Regions from separate parts of the Sus scrofa genome. Here region 1 is linked to region 2. The links are chromatin contacts, called in public Hi-C maps. All regions are on one chromosome and are shown on one strand. Each heading gives the region's core, a stretch centred on a gene start, on an enhancer-like site or on the middle of the called end of the contact. The rest is flanking DNA. Distances are from core to core; before and after follow the strand shown. Region 1 overlaps RARB (retinoic acid receptor beta). Region 2 overlaps RARB (retinoic acid receptor beta).

Region 1 (4,476 bases), core at 72-2,571, 130 kb after region 2:
GGATTCAGTCCCCGGCCTCTCTCAGTGGACATAGGTTGCAGACATGGCTCAGATCTGGTGTTGCTGTGGCTGAGGCATAGGCTGGCAGCTGCAGCTTCGATTTGACTCCTAGCCCAGGAACTTCCATAAGCCACAGGTATGGCTGTAAAAAAGAATAATAATAATAATAATTAATAAATAATAGAATTGATTGTAGTCAGGAGTTTCCTGGTGGCTCAGTTGGCTAAGGATCTGGCATTGTCACTGCTGTGGTGCAGGTTCTATCCCTGGCCCAGGAACTGCACGCCATGGGGCGCGGCCAAGAAAAAAAAAGAACTGATTGTAGGTGACTCACGACTTCCTTGAGTGTCCTCCCATGTTTCTTAAATGTGAACCATCGGCTCTGCAGACCCAGTGCTGTCTGGTTTTGCACCCGGGTCTGAATTGGGACTGAACCCATAGCCGCAGGGAGGTTGGGACCCTGCATCACTTTCTGTTTGAGGCCCTGCTTTCTTCTGTCCCCTGGGTCTTGAGGCTGCCTGCACCCTGGAAGCCATCAGCAGACGTTCTTTTCATTAAAAGGAAAGGAGAGCGCGGTGTGGACGTGGGTTTAGAGGAGGGGGACACAGGGCAGAGGGGCATGGGCTGCGCGGGGCTGGCAGGCATGGCATGTGGTATGTCGTGAACTTGTTGCATTTGTTCTGACTCCTCGGCTGAAGCTTCCTGGCCTCGGCAACTCGCTTGTCTGTTTATGTGGCTGTGAGCTGTGCAAGGGACGGTGAAGAGGGCTTGTTTTCTTTTCCAGATGACTCTCTGGAGAAATCAATACCTGAGAATTAAAGTTCTATAGGGCAGGAGGAGGATTTTTGTGAACTAAACAGGATTTTAGCAGTCCTTCCCAGACAAAGGCAGTTTGGGCTGATCTATTTGTGTTGAGAAACTGTTCACTGGGGAAGGTGAGGTTGGCCAGATTCCGGCCACCACTTCACACACTGAGATTGATGGCGGGCGGGGGCTTGGTTCTGCTGTTTCATTTTTAACATTTTCCTTTAGTCACACGTGTGGCCTGTGAGTAACCCCTCGATGGCATTCAGGGCAGCCAAGGTCAAGTAGAAAAATTCCTTAAATATATAGTCCCCATTACATTCTGGCTATTAACACTAATCTTTTTTTTTTTTTTTTTTTTTTTGAAAGAACACTGATTTGAAAATTCTTCCATGAGCACTATAGAGTTTGGAGCTAAAATTGGGTTTGAAATCTGGCCCTGTTGATAACAGCTGTGTGGCATTTAGCCTCCCTCCTCAAGTGCAGATTGAGGAGTACTAGTACCTGCCCCCTTCCCTTTAGGGTGACTGTGAGAATTAAATGAGATAATAGATGTTGGGCACTTGGCACAGTGCATCCCTGGAGGGATGGGGCTGCCCTTGGCCTTGATATTTCCTGTTGAAGAGTCAAGGTCCAGATTGGGAAGCTGGTCTGTGACAGGGGGACACTGTGAGTGAGAATTGGTATTTCTCTCATCTTTGCACTCCAAAGCCAAGGGCAAGGAGCAGTCAGTGTTTTCTCACAGACAGTTTCTGACATCCAAGGTCGACCAGTTGTGCTCTGGGTTCAGGTGGGGCCCTGCAATGCAGTTGAAGCTGGTTCTTCCTGTGCACTTTGCCCCTGTAGTACAGCACCCTACCCGGTCCTTTCTAGGAAAGCAGGGATGTCGCTACAGTTCCCTGCTGCCTCCCCAGTGCTGAATCAGGGCCTGACATGCAGAGCTGCTGGTTACAGCCCAGGAACCCTCAGCAGGATAGCAAGTTCCAACTGCTGCATCTACTTCACATGAAGCTGATTCCTAGATGTCAAGAACTGGAAGAGCAATTCCTGTGGTGGCTCAGCAGGTTAAGAACCCAACTAGTATCCATGAAGATGTGGTTCAATCCCTGGCCTCAGTCAGTGGGTTAAGGATCCGGGGTGGCCGTGAGCTGTGTGTAGGTCGCAGACGCAGCTTATATCCCATGTTGCTGTGGCTGTGGTGTAGGCCACAGCTACAGCTCTGATTCAACTCCTAGTCTGTTCGACTTCCATATGCTGCAGCTATGGTCCTGAAAAAAAGAAAGAACTGGAAGAAACAAGTCCAGAGGGGAAGGGGTTAACCATCACCTCCATGGCTGCCCTTCCCATCAGCAGGCTGTCCCTGAAGCCCCATCTTCAGCCAGTCACATCTCCCGAGCCCCAGAAAGCCAATTGCTCTCCATATACCCCGGGCAGTGCATGTGGGGGGCACACAGCCTGCACCACCTGCTCTGTTCCTTCCCTATCATGCCACCTGGAAACCAGCTTGTCACCCCTGGACCCTTCAAACAGCCCAGTGCCCTGTATCCCTCCCTGGGTCCCTCCCACAGGCCCTCTGCTCTCACTGGGAACTCTCAGCAGCTAAGTGAGCCCTTTCTCCACCCACAGTCACTTCTCCATGAACCGAGCTGCCCTTGTGAAAGGCAACCCTGATCATATGGCTCTACTGCCACCCCAGGAAACCTAACCCCAGTCCTCTTGGCAAGATTCCCAGGCCACGTGACCTGGGTCCAGCCTGAACCCAGAGCTGAGGCCTGGCCCTATTCTTTGCAAAACTTCAAAGCAGCCCTGTTGCATCCAGCCAGGCTTTCAGACCTGTCCTGTCTTCTGTGGGGAACGCCCTCCCATCTCCCTGCCTGTGGTCCGACAAAGCCCTCTGTGGCTTTGGTTCTCTGCTTAGATGGACCATTGTCACCTTCCAGGCAGCCCCTTGACAAATGAACCATCTCGGATTCTCTAGTGAACATGGGTGGTTTTGCAGGTGTCTCTTATAGGTTTGATTATGGAAAGATAAGGTTGCAAGTGCCTGGACCCAAGTTAATTTCCTAGGTTGATTTTTGAAGGGCTTTCCCTGGCCTCCTCCTAAAAGCACTCCCCCCGCCCCAACTCCCATCCTCATTGCTCTGCTGTAAATGTTTTATTGAAACTCACCGCTTTCTCAGTTACCAGACCCGTGAACTTTGCTCCCTCTACCTTCTTTCTGACTGTCAGCTCCACTTGGCCAGGCTTCTCTGTGATTTTTCTTTTCTTTTCTTTTTTTTTTTTTTTTTTTCTTTTTAGGGCCTCATCTGTGGCCTATGGAGGTTCCCAGGCTAGGGGTCTAATCAGAGCTGCAGCCACCAGCCTACACCACAGCCACAGCAATGCGGGATCAAAGCCACATTTGCGACCTACACCACAGCTCAAGGCAATGCCGGATCCTTAACCCACTGAGCAGGGCCAGGAATCAAACCCGCATCTTCATGGATCCTAGTGGGGTTAGTTACCACTGAGCCGTGATGGGAACTCCCTCTCTGTGATCTTCTGTCATCCCAGCTTTCCTGCCCACTAGCCCTCTGCTCCCATCACAGCACCCTCTTCCCTTTCCCACCAGCTCCAGGCAATGCCCGGAGACCAGTTCTCCCTCCTCTCACCTCAGCCTGCTCACCCCGACTCCTTAGGAGGTTTCTACTCCTAAGCCTCTCACTTCACCCCGACCTCTCGGCAGATCCAGGCACTGTCTCTCCAGCAGCCTCTGGGGTGGCTGCCTGATTTGTGACTCACCGCTCCCCCCTTATGCCAGACTCATTGTTTCCCTGCCAAAAACGAAGTTATCATTCCCCTGCCAAAAACGAGATCCCTATTGCATACCAGCAACCGTAGTTTTCTTCTCTTTATGACACCCTCACCGTCCAAGTACTGCTGTGACCTCTGGTCAGGGCCTCTGAGCCTCCTTCTCACCCCATCCTCGTCCATCACCAGGTCCTGCTCATTTTCCTCACTCTGCCTCCCTGCGCAGCCCTCCTTCTTGCTCTTTCCTTATATCAATCCAGTCTTTTCTCTGCCCCCCACCCCTGTCCCCAGCCTCCACTTTTCCCTCTAGTCACATCAGCTACCCTCTGATCCTACAAACCCGAGACAGTCATGCCTAGAAGGAGGTCCTTGTATCTCCCACCTTAAGAACGATCTGCCCAGAGCTTCCGCTGAGGTGCAGTGGGTTAAGATTCTGATTTTGGTGGCTCTGATTGTTGTGGAGGTGCAAGTTCTATCCCTGGCCCAGTACAGTGGGTTAAAGGATCCAGTGTTGCCGCAGCCCGCAGGCTAGGTAGCAGCTGTATCTCGGATTCAGTCCCTGGCCAGGGAAATTACATATACTGTGGGTATGGTCAGGAAGAACAACAACAAAAAAGAATATTCTTTCCCTCCTGTCTGCCTCCCCCAAGACCCAGCCTTTAAAGACCATCACAGAGGAGTTCCCGTCGTGGCGCAGTGGTTAACGAATCCGACTAGGAACCATGAGGTTGCGGGTTCGGTCCCTGCCCTTGCTCAGTGGGTTAATGATCCGGCGTTGCCGTGAGCTGTGGTGTAGGTTGCAGATGCGGCTCGGATCCCGAGTTGCTGTGGCTCTGGCATAGGCCTGTGGCTACAGCTCCGATTCAACCCCTAGCCTGGGAA
Region 2 (4,341 bases), core at 1,805-4,304:
GATTGGAGTAAGCCCTTTGTAAAACACACCAAAAGCATTCTTTAAAAGGCGCTAGGCTATTCTTTTTATTTTCCTTTTTAATTTTAAAGATAGAAAAATGATATGCCAACCAGCTGCCTGTTGGAGTAGGGCCTGTGAATTGCTTGTTCTAAAAATTCGAAGTAGCAGGTTACTAAGGGAATGTGGTATAAATAATACGATTTAAAACTGCCCCTGGAGGTGTCGGAGTCACTAAGTTTCTATTCAGATGCCTCCTGGATTATCTTGGGTTTAGGCCGCTCCAGATGTTTTCAGCATTAATTGCTCAGTGGGCATAGGATAAATCCTAATATTTGTGATCTAAATATAGTAGTTGCTTTTGGTAAAATCATGAGGGTGACAACTTCTTGGCCTTTTTCCCTGTCTTCTCCCTACTCAACACATCAAAAGGAAAAAGGGAAAAAAATCGGCCTTTTTAATGAGAAATAATCTTAAAAAAAAAAAAAAATCGATGTACGGTTAAGGAAGGAAAAAAAATCCCCTTCCCAAAGTGCTAGGACCTGAACTTTAAGTATTAAACAGTATCTAAATCCTCTCCTAGTGAGATATAAATTGGGGTCAAAGTGGCAAAATCAAAGATACCCTCTGAAAGAGAGACTAAATAAAGGCTGACAGCCACCGTACGAATTGAATGGGGTTTTGAATAAATATTTCGGTGAAAAGGCTCAATTGTTTTTCTAAAGTAGGACATAATTTTCTGCTCCTCGGCCACATGACAGTGGTAACTAACACCCTCAGAAAGAAGAGAAGGAAAGGAAATTCTGCTTAAATCCCAGAGAGTGCAGGACAAGGCCGCTTGAAAACGAGTGGAAGATTCATAAAGTTTTCCTTCAAAAGAAATACTGAAGTCTCGTCGGTATCCAGATATATTGCTCCTGATGGGCAATTTAGCAGCAATAATGCATACATTTAAGTTTTATTGCCAGGAAGGGGTAGATTTCAAAAAGTAGCTCAAAATGCTAGAAGAGGTAGACGTCTACCCCTCAAACTTGGGCTGCAAAATGGGTGTGAAGGCACCCAGTTAGCATTTGATTTCCCAGACCAAACGCAAAAAACCCTCAGTAGATAAATGAACTGACCTAAACCAGAAGTTTTCTTCTCATTTTTGGAAGCCTGCCTTGACCGCATTTAACCAGTCGGTATTGTCATGAACTTTTCTTGAAAGCATAAAAGAAATCAGGTGTTTATAATTTACCTTCGACATGTTAAGCTCCTGAGATGGCTAAAAAGGAAAGAAAACCTTACTGTTTTCTCCTTCATACATTCTTATGGAATGTGGTTGATGGACAATCTCAGAAGGGAAACACACAAGAAATGATAAAAGGTTATAAATTCTGCTCTCAAGGAATTTATAATCTTTAAAATAAAATTTAAAAATTTAAAGGCCAGGAATTTTTAAATTAGAAAGTCACTCTCTGGGAGGAAGACAAAGATGTAACTCCAGCATGCAAAACAGAAAACTCCTCGAGTCGAATGGGACTTACTAAACAATAAATGCTGTGTTCATTTTAGTACATCTTAAAATTAATCTTCTATAGAGTTTGAGTTACATGTAAGTGCCAGTAAATTTATCCTTACATGACATTTTTATACTTTAAATGTTCTAATATAAATTCAGTTAACTCTCAATTAAAATAGATTATTTCAGAAATGGGAGTTTTTTGATGAAGGTTAATCAAAAAAATCTTGGCTAAAAACCTCTCCAAAAGATATTACCATAGACTCTTGCCTTCCAAATGACAAGGTAGTTAAGGCAATTATACATCTCAGATTGTCTCGAACAACCCACTTTCAGATATACTGCCATGGTTCCCACATAAGTCATTGAAATATGCCAGATATTTCGATATTATGACATCTCCTAGGCTGCCCCTTGAACCCAGGAGTGGCACAGAAAGTTTTTGGTTGCTATGGTTAATATAAATGAGAGCACTTATGGCTTAATTTTTCCATTATGATTTGAAGTTCATCTTATGCTTTTGAGTCGTCCTCCTGAACATGAATCCCTTTTGTGGCAAAGTGGAGACGTGTGAATAGAAGGAAGGCATCCCTTGCAAAATGGATTTAAGTATTCTGACCGTGGTTCTGATGCCAGAGAAAATGTGTGTATCCTGGGAGTGGGGGAGGGGCTAGAATCATACGTTGAATGGCTGTGAACAAATCTCTGTCTGTTCTTGGCCAGCTTCTTCTGAAAAAGTTGGAGTTGGGGGTGATGGAGAGAGGAGAGTTAACTCAGGTTTCAGATTTATCAGTATCCTGTCTGTAAGTGGCTTGGCCTAAGCACCTCTTGTTAAAGAGGAGATGAGATAACCTGCCCATCTGTAAGATCTAATAACACCACCTCATCACTCAATGTGTTGCCCTGAACGCTTCTCTTTCCTTCCTCCTTATGGTATCATTAAGAAGCGTGGTTCCTGTCCCATCCCAGCCCCTAAACCCCCCTTTCAACGAATTAAAAACTAAAGTTGCCAAAGTCCTCTCCACCTAGCAAGCAGTAGAGGGTGAGTCTGCAGGTGTTCTATTATTTATTTTGAGCTTTCAGAGCTTCTTAGAAGGGAATTCAAGCAGGCAGTGGAACCGCTGACTTGCCTTTTCTCTGGCCTTGCAGGGTGGGAAGCTCAAAGAGGGGCCACTCGTTAAGATAAGACTCTTGGTCCCCAGCACATTAAGGCAGGATAACAGGAACTGACGTCAGGAGACGACCCAGCCTGGCCAAGTGTTTCCTCCTGTCAGGCCGCTCGGATTCCAGGAGCCTCCAGGCTCCCCAACCGTGAACGAGGGAGTGTTGGGCGGGGGTGGGGAGGGGAGCTAATTTTAACAGGGACATTTGTGGGTGACAATGTCCCTCATTCCCAAAAGGAGATGTCTCTCAACAGAACAAAGAGTAACTTGAGGGGAAAGAGTGATTTAAATAAATGCAGATGCTGAGATTCTTACTGCAGTTTTCGGTTGTCATGGACTAGGCGTTTGTTTCCCAGCTGTCAGCAGTTTCCCTCTGAGGTCTCCTAAGACAGTCTCTCCAGCCGTCACCAGATAGGATCACCCGCGAGCCTGCCAGCTTTCCATATAGAACAAAATGGGCGGGAACTCACCTTGTCTGAGTTAATCCCTTGGGACTTCTATTTACTTTCCTAAAACCCCAGGTGCCTACCCTCACCGGCTTCATCGGACAGCAAGTTCAAGTCACTGCATTTGCTGCCAGCCCTGAAACCATCTGGCAGTTTTTCCTCTCCTCTTCTTTCTTTTCTCTTAAACTCAGATGTTTTTCTTTTTCCTTCACAACTTGAGGTTTGGAGAAGGAGAAATTCTAAGGAAAGTGTCCTATTTTATTTTTTTCAAGCGCATGGGTTCTCAGTCTACTCTTTGCTTAGGAGTGCTCTTTTTTAAGTTTGAGTATGGAAGGAGTTATTCTCCTAATTCGATTCTGACATAGTGAAATGTGTCGTTGTTGTTGATAGTGATCAATTACTCTTGGCCCCAGATTAGATTTTTATCAAATCAGAAAAAAAAAAACAAACCTGAATTCAGAAGACTGTGGTAGAAATAATGCAGATAAGATCAGATGAGTGCATCAATTCACTTGAAAATGAAGATTCAGGTCACATTTATCCTAATATTTCTCTAGTTTCCAGAGCAAACGAAGACCTCCATAATAAATACCTTCTTCTCCAAAATATTAAAGCTTGCAGGGCTAGAGTACCTTTGTCTTGTCATCAAAGTCCATGATTATAAAAAGGCTGATGATGGGAAGGCTGTTTCAGCTTCAAAAGATTTTTTAGGGTCTGGCCTATTGGAAAGCTTGGGGGTATAATTAACTAAAATGGAAATGGAGGCAAACGAAATTTAGTTCCTGATGTTTTAATTTAGCTCAGTACTGCCATGTGTTATTGAAGAGAATTCTTAAAGGCAAACATAATTATTTCATTATGGTCCTCAGAATGCTTTCATTGGCTTTAATGACAAGAAGCTGTATAAAAAGGCATACATTTTAATTAGTCCTTCTTATATTTACTTCAGATAAATAACAAATAATTGATGAAAAACAAGTCTTTGGAATGGATGGTTTCACATAGTGCGCTGGTTACAGTTTAATGATGAAACGCTTCTCTGTTGCTTTGCATTTTAATTATCCAGACATTACAGTAGTGGTGCTGTGGAGCTAAAATACTGTAGTTGCCATTTTAATACCAAAAAATTACAATTAATGCCTATGAATCGGAAGCAGGGAAAGGTAGCTAGAAGCACATCTCAGAGGAAGTAAATTGCCATTCCCATTAATTTTACTACGTTTGTTAGCATTCG

What was found. A called contact is a pair of places that touch in the nucleus more often than the background predicts.
Region 1: a Hi-C map of fetal heart ventricle shows a contact between it and region 2, with 2.7 times the contacts expected there. The contact joins two enhancer-like sites. A contact is called at or near these places in 5 of 47 Hi-C or Micro-C datasets (embryonic fibroblasts, fetal heart ventricle, fetal skeletal muscle and 2 more) and 1 of 2 datasets of contacts at active chromatin or transcription factors (skeletal muscle).

The regions. Positions count from the first base shown.
Region 1 is chr13:12,475,585-12,480,060 of Sscrofa11.1, forward strand. The region is part of intron 3 of RARB (retinoic acid receptor beta); the gene reads left to right. Among named protein-coding and RNA genes, the nearest start is that of TOP2B, 97 kb to the right of the region's middle. Within about 2 kb of position 1,322, at least 8 of the 83 cell types and tissues checked have an H3K27ac peak or open chromatin away from gene starts, as enhancers often do.
Region 2 is chr13:12,339,592-12,343,932 of Sscrofa11.1, forward strand. The region is part of intron 1 of RARB (retinoic acid receptor beta); the gene reads left to right. Among named protein-coding and RNA genes, the nearest start is that of RARB, 5.4 kb to the left of the region's middle. Within about 2 kb of position 3,055, at least 20 of the 83 cell types and tissues checked have an H3K27ac peak or open chromatin away from gene starts, as enhancers often do.